Linked DNA regions of Zea mays: all the other regions are linked to region 2. A link is a contact called in public Hi-C data. All regions are on one chromosome and are shown on one strand. The core of a region is the stretch at or near the end of the contact, and the rest is flanking DNA. Distances in the headings are between cores, read along the strand shown. Region 1 holds the start of LOC100273898 (male sterile45). Region 2 holds the start of LOC100383639 (ubiquinone biosynthesis methyltransferase COQ5). Region 3 holds the start of LOC100273143.

What was found. Hi-C and Micro-C count contacts between places; a contact is called where the count stands out from the background.
Region 1: a contact with region 2 is called in a Hi-C map of ear, with 2.2 times the contacts expected there. The contact joins the promoter of LOC100273898 here to the promoter of LOC100383639 in region 2. A contact is called at or near these places in 3 of 25 Hi-C or Micro-C datasets (ear, leaf mesophyll and tassel).
Region 3: a Hi-C map of tassel shows a contact between it and region 2, with 4 times the contacts expected there. The contact joins the promoter of LOC100273143 here to the promoter of LOC100383639 in region 2. A contact is called at or near these places in 6 of 25 Hi-C or Micro-C datasets (ear, leaf, tassel and 1 more).

Annotation. Positions count from the first base shown.
Region 1 is chr9:147,077,428-147,081,990 of Zm-B73-REFERENCE-NAM-5.0, reverse strand. It overlaps LOC100273898 (male sterile45), which reads right to left and starts at 1,401. Exons shown (of 7, transcript NM_001148290.1): 1 at 1,243-1,401; 2 at 977-1,146; 3 at 815-891; 4 at 281-346; 5 at 88-162; 6 at 1-7. The coding sequence starts at 1,394. LOC103639328 reads right to left here and starts at 3,433. Exons shown (of 4, transcript NM_001324231.1): 1 at 2,966-3,433; 2 at 2,552-2,836; 3 at 2,287-2,454; 4 at 1,607-2,200. The coding sequence starts at 3,342. The coding sequence ends at 1,792.
Region 2 is chr9:147,312,048-147,316,730 of Zm-B73-REFERENCE-NAM-5.0, reverse strand. It overlaps LOC100383639 (ubiquinone biosynthesis methyltransferase COQ5), which reads left to right and starts at 2,026. Exons shown (of 10, transcript NM_001176286.1): 1 at 2,026-2,299; 2 at 3,024-3,112; 3 at 4,177-4,357; 4 at 4,422-4,548; 5 at 4,626-4,683. The coding sequence starts at 4,213. It overlaps LOC109942654, which reads left to right. Exons shown (of 7, transcript XM_020544781.1): 3 at 1-67; 4 at 224-378; 5 at 495-522; 6 at 613-721; 7 at 879-1,077. The coding sequence ends at 960.
Region 3 is chr9:147,113,052-147,117,291 of Zm-B73-REFERENCE-NAM-5.0, reverse strand. LOC100273143 reads left to right here and starts at 2,101. Exons shown (of 5, transcript NM_001147590.1): 1 at 2,101-2,225; 2 at 3,136-3,283. The coding sequence starts at 2,113.

The DNA.
Region 1 (4,563 bases), core at 152-2,651, 230 kb after region 2:
TTGGTATCTGCAGCAACAAACAGTGTCAAAAACAGTAATTGACCAGTGTACCTGATACCTTGACATTGAACTTTTGGACGAGATTACCTTGAATGCAATAATTTCATAGGGCTCTGCAGCAAAAAGTAGGTACTGATAACCCTTATCCCAACTTTGGACTTTCTATACAAATAAGCCGAATAGATTTTAGTGAACCAGACAGTACAGACACCAAATCAATAGACTATAGTTCAAAGGGTTGTCAGCACTCGTCATGCTCAGAGTCAGAGATCAGGTTTACCTGTTCATATGATGACATGAAACGGTGCCTTGGCTTGCAATTATCTTCGATTTCCGGGTAACCAATCTAAAATGAAAAAATGTCAAAAGATATTGATCCGAGCCTCCAATGTACAATCGTAACAAAATAAATGGTAAAGCAAAATTTGCGAATCATGAGGTATAATGTCATTAGCTAGTGTTGTATTCATCAAAACTGTATTGTAATATATTATCCAATCAAATGCATAAAGCTAATTACTTCTAAAGATAAAAATAGTTTCAGATGAAAAAGACTAGTCAAGGAACAAAGTCGAGAAAGTATAGGCAATTACTTGCATACTATAATTTGGAGAACCTATCAACTATGCTACTTTATCAGACAGTCGGCCTTATCAGTACATAAATTGCAGATAAGATATACACCTGATTCAAAATTCGAGCTTAAGCATTCTTTATATATAAAAAGATACTACGACGTGAAATAATCTTTAAAATGCAAACAACAAGTAACTTAACTGAAATCAGTAAAAGATGATTGGCAAGGAATACTAACTTCAAAAAGAAACGAGTGTTGCTTCATCTCAGGATCATATTGTTTGGTTACTTTATACCCAGGTCTGCCAATCTTAACTGCAAAGGGAGGAAAGAAAACTAATTAACAACATCAATTTTGCAGATAAAGGAGAGTGGACAGTTTTTTTTTCACGCGACGCACCAGACTTGCGGGGGGCAAGCTTGCGCTTGTTGGGCTGAGGCTGCGCGGGTGCGTCCTTGGCCTCGCGGGCGGCGCGCTTGGCGAGGTTGGTCTGGTGCCGCTTCCCCTGCGTGTGGGCCAGGTAGTTCCCCTCATTGTTGTGCAGCGTCAGGCACAGCTTGCACTCGTAGCTACAAAAAAGCAGAATCAGCGCATAGATCGAGGCGAATCGATCCGGGTGCGAGTAAGCGAGTTCGAAGAGGAAGCTAGGGTTTAGGGCGGGTTACCTGCCGAGGTGGTTGCGCATGAAATAGGGGTCCTTGGCGAGGTCGATGGTCTCGAGGGCCAGGCGGCGGAGGCGCTCCCGCCGGTCGATGGCCTCATTCTGCGCGGAGGCGGCGCCGCCGCTGCCGGGCTTGGAGCCCCACTCGCGATCCATGGCGGCGTCCGCTCGGTTTGGCTCGCCGCCGGCTCGGGTCGGTCACTACTATGTCGGCTAAATCAAACCGAGCCCAATTCGCGGTCGCGGACCCGTGACAATCCAAATTCGGCCCAATCATACTTGTATTGCAGATCTAATTTGAGTTTTTTTTAGATGGCCCTTACTATAGACGAGCAAGAGGGTACAACCGTACAAGCTGGAGCAAATTGTAGCAAAGTGAGAGCTCAACATGATCCCATTCAATTAGTGTGATGCGACTACAGCACCAATGCCCATTGAATCTGTCCATTATTATGCCAATTTGCCAAACACAAACAAGATTACAACCAGTGACTGCATTAGACATTTATAGACGTACACAGATTAGGAGGCATTGAAACAGCATAGATCATGGTTAGTCCTCTAAAGGGTAGGGGATGGTGGCGATGTGGTTGTGCGCCACGGTTCCGATCCACAGCTTGCGGCCCACCTCCCGCACCTCGCTCACCAGCTTCATCACCTCGTGGCCCCGGTCCTCGAGCACCTCCACGACGCGCCCTTCGCCGTCGAGGAGCGCGAGCACCGTGTGCATCCTCCTGGCGGCCTTCCAAGTGAGCACCTTGAGCGACAGCGGGAACTTGAAGTACAGGGTCCGGAGCCACGGCCTCTTGGCGAACACCTCCTGCGCCGGCGTCCGGCAGCAGTCGATCGCCACCCAGAACTGGCCCCTGCCGTTGGAGCGCACGTTGTCGGGGAAGCCCGGCAGGTTCGCGAACACCTCTACCTCGCCCGCTCTTGGGCCTTCCAGCCAGTACCTCATTATCCTGGTCAAGGCCAGATTCGTGTGGTTTGTGTTCATGACTATGGATACGGTAGAATCATGAGCATCGTCAGATAGTATTTTTGTTACCTGCAGTTTGTTGTCTCGGAGAAGAGAAGAAACTGATGGTCCTCTGAGATCTGCACGCCGTTTGGGAACACCAGCCCCTTGAGCACGACATGGACACCGCTTGTTTCTGGATCATACCTGAGCAGCCTCCCGGTGCCTTCTCCTTCTAACAGGATGTTCAGATGGTCCCTGCAAATTCAGCTCTTGTCTGGTGAGCTACTCTTTCAGCAGAGAATACAGAGGCGTTTGAAAATGAGAAGCCGGATTGTTACGTCGCTTTGCTCACTTTCTGCTGTATCTCATGCTCGTGTCAGTGAAGAATACGGATCCATTCCTGTGCACATCGAGGTCGTTCGCGAACCGGATGGGGTCCCCGTCGGCTTCCCTCGCGACGGAGGACGCCACGCCGCCGCTCTGGCCAACGACCATGAGACCGTAGTACGCGTCGGCGACGTAGAGCTCGCCGGTCTCCCCGTGGAACCTCAGGCCGAGCGGCCGGCCGCAGAACTCCTCCTTCTCGTGCTGCTTCCTCGTCGTTGAGTTCACTCCATTGGCACAGACTTCTTCTGACCTTTGCCAAGAAACAACAAATTTTGCATGACGTTTCTCCCAAGAATGCAAAAAATCAGATCAAAATATCTTAGTACTACTATATTATAGCATGTAACGAGTGGACGCCGGAGCGATATCGAGCACTTACCAGTCAGGATTCATGACGGCGAACGTCTCCCACCCGGCCTCCTCGCCCATCCACCGCACGACGCGGCCGTCGGCGAGGCCGGCGTACGGCCCGCGGCCCTGGAGATCGAACTCGATAGACTCCGGCCCGAACACCTCGCCGACGAACTCCAGCCTCCCGCGCCTGAGCCGGCTGGCATTGTCTCTGGGCCAGCTGCCCATGACCTCCCCGTACGGCGCGAGCTCGTGCTTCACCGGCCGGTAGTCGACCTCGGCCAGCGGACTGAGGCCGAACGGGTCCGCGACTAGGAGGGCCAGCGCCAGGGCCGCGAAGAAGAGGTGAGGGTACTGCACGATGCCATCACGCCCTCGCCGCCACTGCAGGTTCCTCTTCTCCATGCTGGTGGACGAAAAAGATCGGCAGAGGAGAGAGGGAAGCTAGCGGGAGAACGCTAGCTGTTGTGATCTTTAATGGATTGGTTCAGGAAACATATGTGCGTGTTTGCATGGAAGTTGCATGAGTAAGATGGATTGTTTGGGAGTAGGTATCCTCTTGGTTCAGAATAGGCAAGGCTTGGACGATGGAACAAGACGAACGGTTGAACAAGCATGTAGTATGCCATGTGAGATGACACGAGAGCTGCCGAACCTGACGTAGGCACCTATGAGCTATGATTACGGTGGCTATCGTTGCCAAACCGCACATCTCAGGGACAATGACTTAAAACTGATTTCTTCCTCTCTCTCTCCCTTTTTACTAATCTAGAGAAATAGCTCAGATTTGGTTTCGCTCGATTTCAGTTTCGGTTTAAATAATTTATGGGGCTGGCCAAATAATTATACACAGTGATTGTAATTTATTGGGAAAACATTCTAGGGCTAGTCTGGCAACTCTATTTTTCTAAGTGTTTTCTATTTTATAAAGAGAAAATAAACTAATTTTTTTTGAAAAAATCAAAATTCTTTGAAAGAAACAGGGTTGCCAAACTAGCTCTTAAAAAAATCAGAAAGATTTTTGAACGAGAATCTACGACATGCGTGCTCTTATATAAAAATGACTTTATAGTCATTTTATAAAATCGGAAGAAAATCACTCTATTGTAAGAGAAGAAAATGTATATAAAAACAATAACAAAATAACAAGAATGAAAAAGAAAAATCTGAACGTCATAGCTTACCTTTCGATATAATTTGTCGCTCTTAGATGTTTGTAAACTGTAACATAATTTGTCTCTTTCGAAATATGCTTGTTTTTTAAGAGGATCGTGGTTTTAATAGATGTTTCTTTAAACATTACATGATAGCTTTCGAGTGGATTAGTTACTTTGGTTATTTTTTTAAATCTTGTTCTGGGTAGTGCCAATAGTGGACACTAGACATGGCTGGTCCTCGCATTTCTGGGCCCTAAGCGAAAATCTATGCTGAGGCCCTACACAAAAGTATAAGTTTGTTATTTTTCCAAAAATTAAATAATATCTAAAGAATAATAATATAGGTGACGATTGTGGGGGACATATATCCCCTGGATCACCACGACCCGATACGTCTCGTGGGCCATCCGAAAGGCCCTTGATGGGTGTCCCGAAAGGTGTCTGATGGGCCTCGGTCAGATGGGAACCA
Region 2 (4,683 bases), core at 777-3,276:
GTTGGATCGCTCGAGTTCCTTCAAAAGCTCAGTGGTATTCAGAAGTCAGTAGGTCAGAATGGTGTAGGTAAGCTGCTACTGGATTGAATACATTACTACTATAAAAAGTACACTACAGATGGTAAAAATGACCGAATATGAACTCCGATATGTTCCTTTCGCTCTATTTTTCTTGAAAATATTAACCATTGTACTTCGGAAACTTCTCTGTTCTTTGACACAGTTGAACCTGATACATCATGGGATATAATAACGTCAGTGGATTTGTGGAAAGATGGTGGCTCAGATGATGGATATGTACTTGTTAAGCACGAGGATGTTGTTGATGGGATGACTTCCTTTATGGCTGCATGTTTGGTGTCAATTAAAAAGACCAAGGTAGCTGTTTTCTTCACTTGATAGGATCATCATGCTGAGCGAGGGGTTTCATGTCTCTGCATCTTTGTATGAGAGGTGCTTTACATATTTAATGTGTGAATTCCATGTCTATGCAGGACCTGCCCCTTGATCAACTTCAAAAAGGTTTCTTTTTCTTTCCTTAATTAAGAGGAAAGGTCAAATGATTTTTATTGGATATTCTGATGTTAAATTTTTTGATTGTTCATATTCCAGCGCTTAGGAAGACGTTTTCAGCTGAAAAGAAGAAAAGTAAAATTCGGAAGGCATGGGATGGAACTAAAGTCATTTATAATGATGCTTCATGGGGCGCCACTGTTGTTGGGTAAGTTTTATAATCGCACTAACCTTGGACAGTAATATTTTTCTGAAAGAATTATCTTCCCACAAAATAATCACCAAGTTGAACAGGGGTCTGCTAGCTTGGCCCCCCTAATCTCTATATAGCGCTACGCTAACTATTTGAGTAATCTGTCATGCAGGGTCTATAGTAATCGAGCATTACTTACGATCGCAACTACAACGTTTCAGACTTCCTGTCGTGTGATATCCAAGTTCCTTTGAATATTGTGTCAACTACTAGGGCATGTTAGAATTGCTTGCGTGTGTGCTTTTCCATTGTTCAGGCAGCATAAAGCTTGAGACCATTTGTTTAGTCTATGCTGATGAGTTCGACTGCTAATTAGCAACGCCTCCTAGTCAAAAGCAGCATGTGTATTGTATAACTGTAAATATTGCCTTGATTTGAACAAACTTGTTTTTTGTGCTAGAACTTTATTTCACGAACTTCATATGATAGACCCTACTGTAGAGTATTTCTTTCTCTTCTCATTTCCCATTATTGTTGTCACTTCTCTTTCAACGAGAATTTTCTTTCTTATTTTCTTTTATTTTATGTAGAAGTGTAGAACCATAGTCTCTTTGGCTAATTTAATGTGGTTTTGTTATCTGGAAATCTGGACTAATATATTTATCACATCTTTGAAAGTGGTATTTTGAATTATTAGATCGACATGTTAACAACTGGGTGGGGGTAGTTTATCTACTATCTTTACTACTATAATGCACTACTTTTAATAGTTCCAGTCGTGGTTTTTGTGCGTCGCGCCCCCATCCGCTCGCTCGTTCTCCACGCTTCGCTATCTAGGAGTATCCGCTCGCTCTCTGACATCCACAAACGCTATCCTTTAAGCATTACATATTTTTTTTAACTGATTTAGTTGTGCATTACCATTTTATTTAATATTTTGTATGCCGTCGCAATGCATGGTCATCTACCTAGTATAGTATATAGGAAACTACAGTATTCTAGCATAAATATTGTTTGGTTGTTTTAATATCATAGTTTAGCCAATACCGTAGTTTAACTTCACAAAGTTTTCTCTCTATTGTTCATGCGCTCTTTTTTTTCCTATACTCTCGTGCTGGCGTCGTCGATATGTGATTTTAACCTCTTCCTTCATTCCTCGTTGGAACGTGACCCTGTGCAGGGGCGACCCGGGCTGCCTGAGCTGCAGCCCCGCATCGCGGCCTAGTAGAGGCCCATCGTCGCGCGACGCGACCTAGCGGCAGACGTCCTTCGTCCAGCCCCAGCCCAAGCTCCAGCCGCCGCTTGGCTCCTGCCGTCCTGCGTCCTGGTCCAGCGCTTCCTCTCCAGCTCCAGCGCCGCAGCGCGCTCGCCCGTGCCTCATCTCCAGCTCTCCAGCGCCGCAGCGCGCTCACGGCCCACCAGCGCCAGCCGCCAGGCCGCCACCGCGGCACCGCCAGGCGCCCAGGCGCGCTCGCCCGCCGACCGCCGTTGTCCTTGTCCAGCCGCCGGAGTCCGGAGCACCGAGCACGGGAGCAGCCGAGGCGAGCAACCGAGCACCGCCATTGAGCAACAGTGACCGTGAGCCAAGCCGGGGTTTGTGAATTGTGATTTAAAGTTTTGGTTTCATTATTTATTTGGTAGTAATCCCATGTTTAATTATAGGAATAAGATAGACAAATTTCTCATCAAGAATCGGAAGAAAGATGCTTCTAATTCTAAAACAATTAGGACAAATGAGAGCCGTGTAGAATAAAATAGGCCATATATTGAGCTAGATATGAATGATATAGTCCTGTGCATCACGCCTTCGGCGGATGGGAGATTCGTCCGCCGCCGGCAATAAGCATCACGTATGTAGCAACTTTCAAAAGGATTTCTGTTCATCCCGCAATACACATGTAGCCGCTTTTTTTAGTATTCACTGCTGGATGTTGGGAATTTTAGCCTCCACGACCTGACAACATAATCAACAAGAGCCTCCACGAAGTGGCTAGGATGTTGCTGTTTTTTTTCTTTGTGCGGTGAGTATATCCAATATCCAATAGTCTAATCAGGATTCTTTTAGCCTCCTTGTGTATTTTTTTTGGGCTACAGTTGCTGTAAATAATCGTTACTGAGATAGTTTGGTAGTCAACAAATACTTTGGAACCAAACATGTGCTAGTTTCATGGAATACTTTGGTTTTAGCGAGCCGATGAAAAATCATGGTAGTCATGCTATAAAATTGGTTGCTGAGCGTTACAATGTTGCGGCTTTTGACTAGTACATTGCATAATAGTCTGCGTTCTTGGTACATAAAATTGTCTATTTGCTTCAGAACTCTGGGGGTCAGTAGCCCGATGGCTTTCGCTGAGAGATTGATCCGCAAACGATTAAGAAGAGTACTGTTATTCTGAACAAAAAGAAGTAAATCGTTTTCTTTACTCTACCATAAGTTCTATTTTAATATCGCCACTCTATTGATTAAAAATGACTATTTTTCATATTTCAACGAAGTTGAATTTTATTGAATTTTTATTTTTATTTTGCTTTGCTTTGTTGGGAATGCGTTTACGCTGCAAACGAGATAACTCCAAACACCCACCATTAACATCTCTAGCGGCGGCATTAGCGGCTTCTCGACCGCCTATCGCCTCATGCTCGTTTAGCGCATACTGCCGCTTTTTTGAACCCTGCGGTTGGAATACCCAGCACTAAAATCCTAGGCCCGCAACTGGCTGCGGGGCGGACAGTCGATTAGAGTCTTCAACTAGTCATTAAAGGCCTTTTTAGAAGTGGAGTATTTTCTCTGTTTTTTAGATAATACTGTAGTATTTGAGAAGGGTAAAATTGAGAAAAAAACACGACTAACTGTAAAAGTGAGGACACCAGTAAAACCTAGAACACCAGCTTAAAAAACCTTTTTTTCTAATACAGTTTTTGGTAGACTCTTCAAAAGATATGTTTTCGAAACTGCAGTTTTGACTATATTGCACTACTTTCACAGTTTTAAAAACTTAACTCCAAAAATTTTCAATACTTGGGCCTAGCTGATGCTCTTAGGGAGGTAGGATAGAGTCTGTTCTTTATTGTGCTGTAATCTGTAGTTTTTGTTTTAGTTGTTAGTGTGTGCAGTGTGTGTGTGCGTGCAGGTGTCCCTAACCTATACCTCTCTTGTAAGACCCTTTCTTCTATCTTATCTATAAAGACGTGCAAGTCTCATGTTTCTTTCAAAAAAAAGTTTTAATACTATGGTAAAAAATATTGTGAGTATGTCTTGACATTTCAAAACTGAAGTATTTCAAAACTATAGCTTTCAAATACTTTGTTTCCAAATAGGACCTAATTGTAAATTAGTCCGGTCGATTGGAGTCTTCAACTATCCACCAGTTGCAAATTCAATCTATAAGTTAATTGTAATTTTCCTTTCCAATGTATTATCAATTGGAATACCCGAATGCTTTTGAACTGCCACTGTGATTTGGCGGCAGCTCTCTCAATATCACCACAGGAACAAAGGATCAGAAATGGCTATGCAGGCCGCAAGGAGGCTAGCATCTTTGAAACTCCAACGACGCCTACTCCTTCCCTCTCAGGCCGAGTCCCCAAGCATAAGCATCCCAACCGCAGCGGCGGCGGCAGCCTTCCTCCACTCCCATGCCACCAGCTTCGGTACACATTGCTCGTATCCATTTTTTCCTGCTTATATAGATCCTAAAATCTCGTAGTTCACTAGGGTACAAGCAGGTTCGCGAAGAGGATAAGAGCAAATTGGTTGGCAACGTGTTCAGCAGCGTGGCTTCTAGCTACGACCTCATGAACGATCTCATGAGTGTCGGCCTGCATAGGCTGTGGAAGGACAGGTTGCTGCTGCTTGCCCTTTCTGTTTCTTTTATGGATATCTTCCTTTGTCACTCAAACTCCGATTCTTTTCTTTCAGGCTTATTTCCAAGCTGAACCCCTTTTCGGGGATGAAGCATCTCGATGTGGCTGGTGGA
Region 3 (4,240 bases), core at 852-3,351, 200 kb after region 2:
TGAATGTTCGATAACGTCTCTATTGACACCACAGAGATCATTGGCCGACCATGCAAAAACATCTTTGTTGTTGAATAAAAACCTTATCAAATTTTTCTCCTGCTCTTCAAATAATTGGGACCCTAGCAATACCTTCTGCTCTGTTAAGTCTTCACATAGAAGCATGGGCTTCGGCTGATCAACCGAAGCAGCCTTCTCTCTTTTGTACTTGTACTGCTCACAAGCTTCAACTCCGTCTATATTGTGGATGGCTTTTGAGTTTGTCCAATTTCCCTCAGCCTTTCTGGCAGCTTCCTGACTTCCATGAATAGCAACAGGCCCTTGTTCCGAAGGTATCTTCATGCATAGATATGCTGGATGAAGAATTGCTTTAAAAGTATTAAGTGTCCCACGACCAATGATTGCATTGTAGGGGTACTCCATGTCAACAATATCAAACACAACTTGTTCAGTCCTTGTATTGTGGACAAATCCGAAGGTCACTGGCATTGTGATCTTACCAAGTGCTACAATCTGCCTTCCTCCAAAGCCACAAAGAGGGTGTGTAGCATCATGAATCTTGTCCTCTGGCTCTTGTATCTGTCTGAATGCTTTAGCAAATATGATATTGGCTACACTGCCTGTATCAACTAGAACATTATGGACCAGAAATCCCTTGATGACACAAGATATGACCATAGCATCATTGTGGGGGTAATCCTTGAGCTGAAGGTCCTCCTGGGAGAAGGTGATTGGGATGTGGGACCATTTCGACTTAATGAAGGGTCCCTGCACCCCAACATGCTGCACCCTTCTCTGAGCTTCCTTTTTCTGCTTCTTGTTGACTGGCTCTGAGCATGAACCGCCTGTTATCGGGAGCACCAGCTTCGTAGCCGAAGCAGCTTCAGCTTGCTTGTTGGACGAAGCTATCAGCTCAATCAGTGGAAGTGAGTTAATCGACGGTGGGCTCCAATGTTGGGGACTTGTTCTCAAATGCTATGAGTTAAGAACAAGGCAACATAAAAGGGTTAATGGTTAGTACCCTTCGTCCTTCGAAGCATTATATCCTTTAAGATGTAATGATCTTCAGACGAAGGGCATGAAGGACATACCTTCGACATTTCAATACATATTAATAAAGGAAGAAGCATATGAAATATGAGAAATAACATAAATAATCATATGGCATGATTGATATCTTTGAGTTATATCATCATGAACAAACGTGAACAATATTGAATTACATTTATACCTTCGGCTTGACAGAAGGCAAAAGTCAAGCGTGATGCGCGAGCAAATACAAGTCAGCGTGAACAGTACGGGGGTACTGTTCATCTATTTATAGGCATAGAGCGCAGCCTGTGAGATATTACATTCATGTCCTTTACAAAAGATTACAATTATGACACAGGCTCTCATGGACTAATCGGTCATTTCATCTTTAAATCGGTGCGATCCTTCGTCTTGAGACATGTCACTGTGCCGAAGCTTCATAGATGGTAGCTTCGACGCTGCTTTTGAAAGGATCTGCCGAAGGTGTTTCTTCTTACAGGATCTTCGGCGACGAAGCATACCCCTAACATCCATATAGGGATAGATCCAAATACTTATTGTTAATTTTTTAATCGTTTTCTTTTTAATTGCGAATAGATAGATATATAATCTGCTATATAAATTATTATAGTTTTTAATATTGACTATTGAGCTTCAAAAGGTTCATAAAAATTAAACCTCAAACTTATCCTATTTCTTCTTAAATGATGGATATTAAAAAAATCAGATACAAACACTATTTTAGATTTAGATGAATTTTCACATTTTTAGTTGTAAGGAGCAAATAATATAAAATAATTTATACAAAAAATTTATTCGTGTTTTTATAATGTGTTTAATAACATAACTGAGATTAGCATCAAATTTTATTTATATTTATTTTAGATATTAAATTTATCATAATTCGGTGTGTATTTCCACATCCACAGACTACAAGCATACCCTCAGCAATTCCGACTCCGACAATTCCAGAAAATCGCCGCGTGGTCGGTCCATCCGGGTCGACTTGACTTCCCTCTGCAACCTCGGAACCCAGCCAATCCGCTGATCTCAACTGCCGGGCACTCCGATCCGGCAACGATGGAGGGGAGCGCCGACTCCTTCGGGTCCTTGACGGCGCCGCTTGCCTGGCACGACTTCCTCGAGCGCATGCGCCAGCCTTCCGCCGCCGAGTTCGTCAAGTCCATTAAAAGGTCAGCTCTAGCCCACGCGCCCACTCCCCCTCAATCATATGGGTGAAATTAGGTTCATGTGAGATTCAGTTCGTGGGTGATGAGATCCGCGGCGAAACATATTGCAATTGCTTTGCTTGAGCTCTTGCGGCCTGTGTAGGGCGAAGTAGCTCGAGGTGGGAGATTAAAGTGTAGTGGGAATTCGGGGACACGAATGGGATTTCAATGCCGTGCCTTTCAAAATGTAAGCCCACATTGTTAGAGAGCTTGTAGGGTCAATCTGTCTGTTTTTGGACAGCTTAACCTAGGTTTGCTATTTGGGTTGGAACCTGTCGTCTAGGTTCGAGCTGGTTCCACTTGTCATTCCTTTCTGCCAACTTCTAGAGTTCAGACTTCTTTGATGGATGCCTTCCAAGCTGCAATATGATAGAGACATTGCACATTGTGAGATAGTTTTGCGTTGAGGTTTTTCATATGCTCTGCGAACTTGATTGATCCTGTGTATGCTTTAGCATATGTAGATGATACCCGAATTGGTAGAAAATAGTGGAGTACTTACATTGGGATTAATGCACTGAGTTTAAATGCTAATTCCAGGATAACTATTTGTTTTCAATTTAGGGTTAGAGTACGGCTTTGTATTTCCCATTACTGCCTGGTACAAAACCAAGGTTGACTTGAGCTGTGATATAGGCATGATAGATGATTATATGTTACTAATTGATCTTATGTTACTAATGGGGCGAGAAGCCCAAAGCTGTGAGTAAATGCTTCCTGAGCTATTAAGCGCTCTTTTTCTTTCAAATGCAGCCGTATGCATTGGAGATGCCTCATTTTTCTTAATAGACTTAGTAGCTATTAATATTTAACATTTATTTAGGCCTTTTTACAAAATACTTGAAATTAACTTAGTTATGTTCCATGCATACAGCTTTATTGTGACATTCTCAAACAGAGCTCCTGATCCAGAGAAGGATAGTACTGCTATCCAGGAGTTCCTGGAAAACATGGAAGGGGCTTTCAGAGCCCACACCCCTTGGGCTGGCAGTTCAGAGGAAGAACTAGAGAGTGCTGGTGAGGTAATCTCCTTATTCTGCACTCTGAAGTATCAAGTACTATTAATGTGGCTCCGTATTTTTGTTCGTACAGATGTCTGACTCAGAAATAAAGATAAGCTAACTTATTTTCAGCACTTAGCAACCTCACCAAACAGACTGAGATCCAAATACCGGACGATTAGTGCTCACACTGCAGGGCTAGAACTAAACATGTTTTAGTTTCCAGTGCCATTATTTCAGCAATTTAAAACCCATCAATTGTTCATGTCCTTTATTTGTCTCCATCTGTCAGCAACTGAGTCTGCAGGCTATTTTTCTACACTGACATCTTTCATAGGTTGCCTGGAGCCCTGGATGATATTGAGTCACATCATGGTTAATTTCTACACCAGTGCTGATGTCTTCATCTTATAGGAGCTTAGAACCACACATGCTGGTAAAAATTGGCTTACCCATACAAAATAATATTATAAAGATATTGAATTATAAACAGCATTAAAACACAAGGTTAGCATGCTTCAAACTGCAGTAGTAACTCAGAACAGATGCAAAATAGTTTCAGATTTATTACAAGAGTAGGACATAGGATATCCTGCCATCTTCTTTTAGTCATGTATCCTTAGTTGAAACAGCACTGTTACCAAGTACCAGTCAACTACAGAAACCTTGTCTTGGAAAAATTCCTTCCATGAAATCTTGTTGCTAATCCACTATAAGGACAAATACAGTGTTGGCGGCTCCCACATGAGTGGGGTCTAGGGAAGGGATAACCGGCAAGCCTTACCTCTGCATTTTTTCAGAGAGGTTGTGTTGAACACAGGACCTTTGGCTCAATGGGAAGACTTCTCACCACTGTACCAGGCCTGTCCTTCTTGCTAATCCACCACAAGGATCTGTTGAAACATTTGTAAACAATTTTTTCTGAAAATTGTTTGTTAGATACCCACCATTCAATTTGCACTTATTATTTTCTTCAAA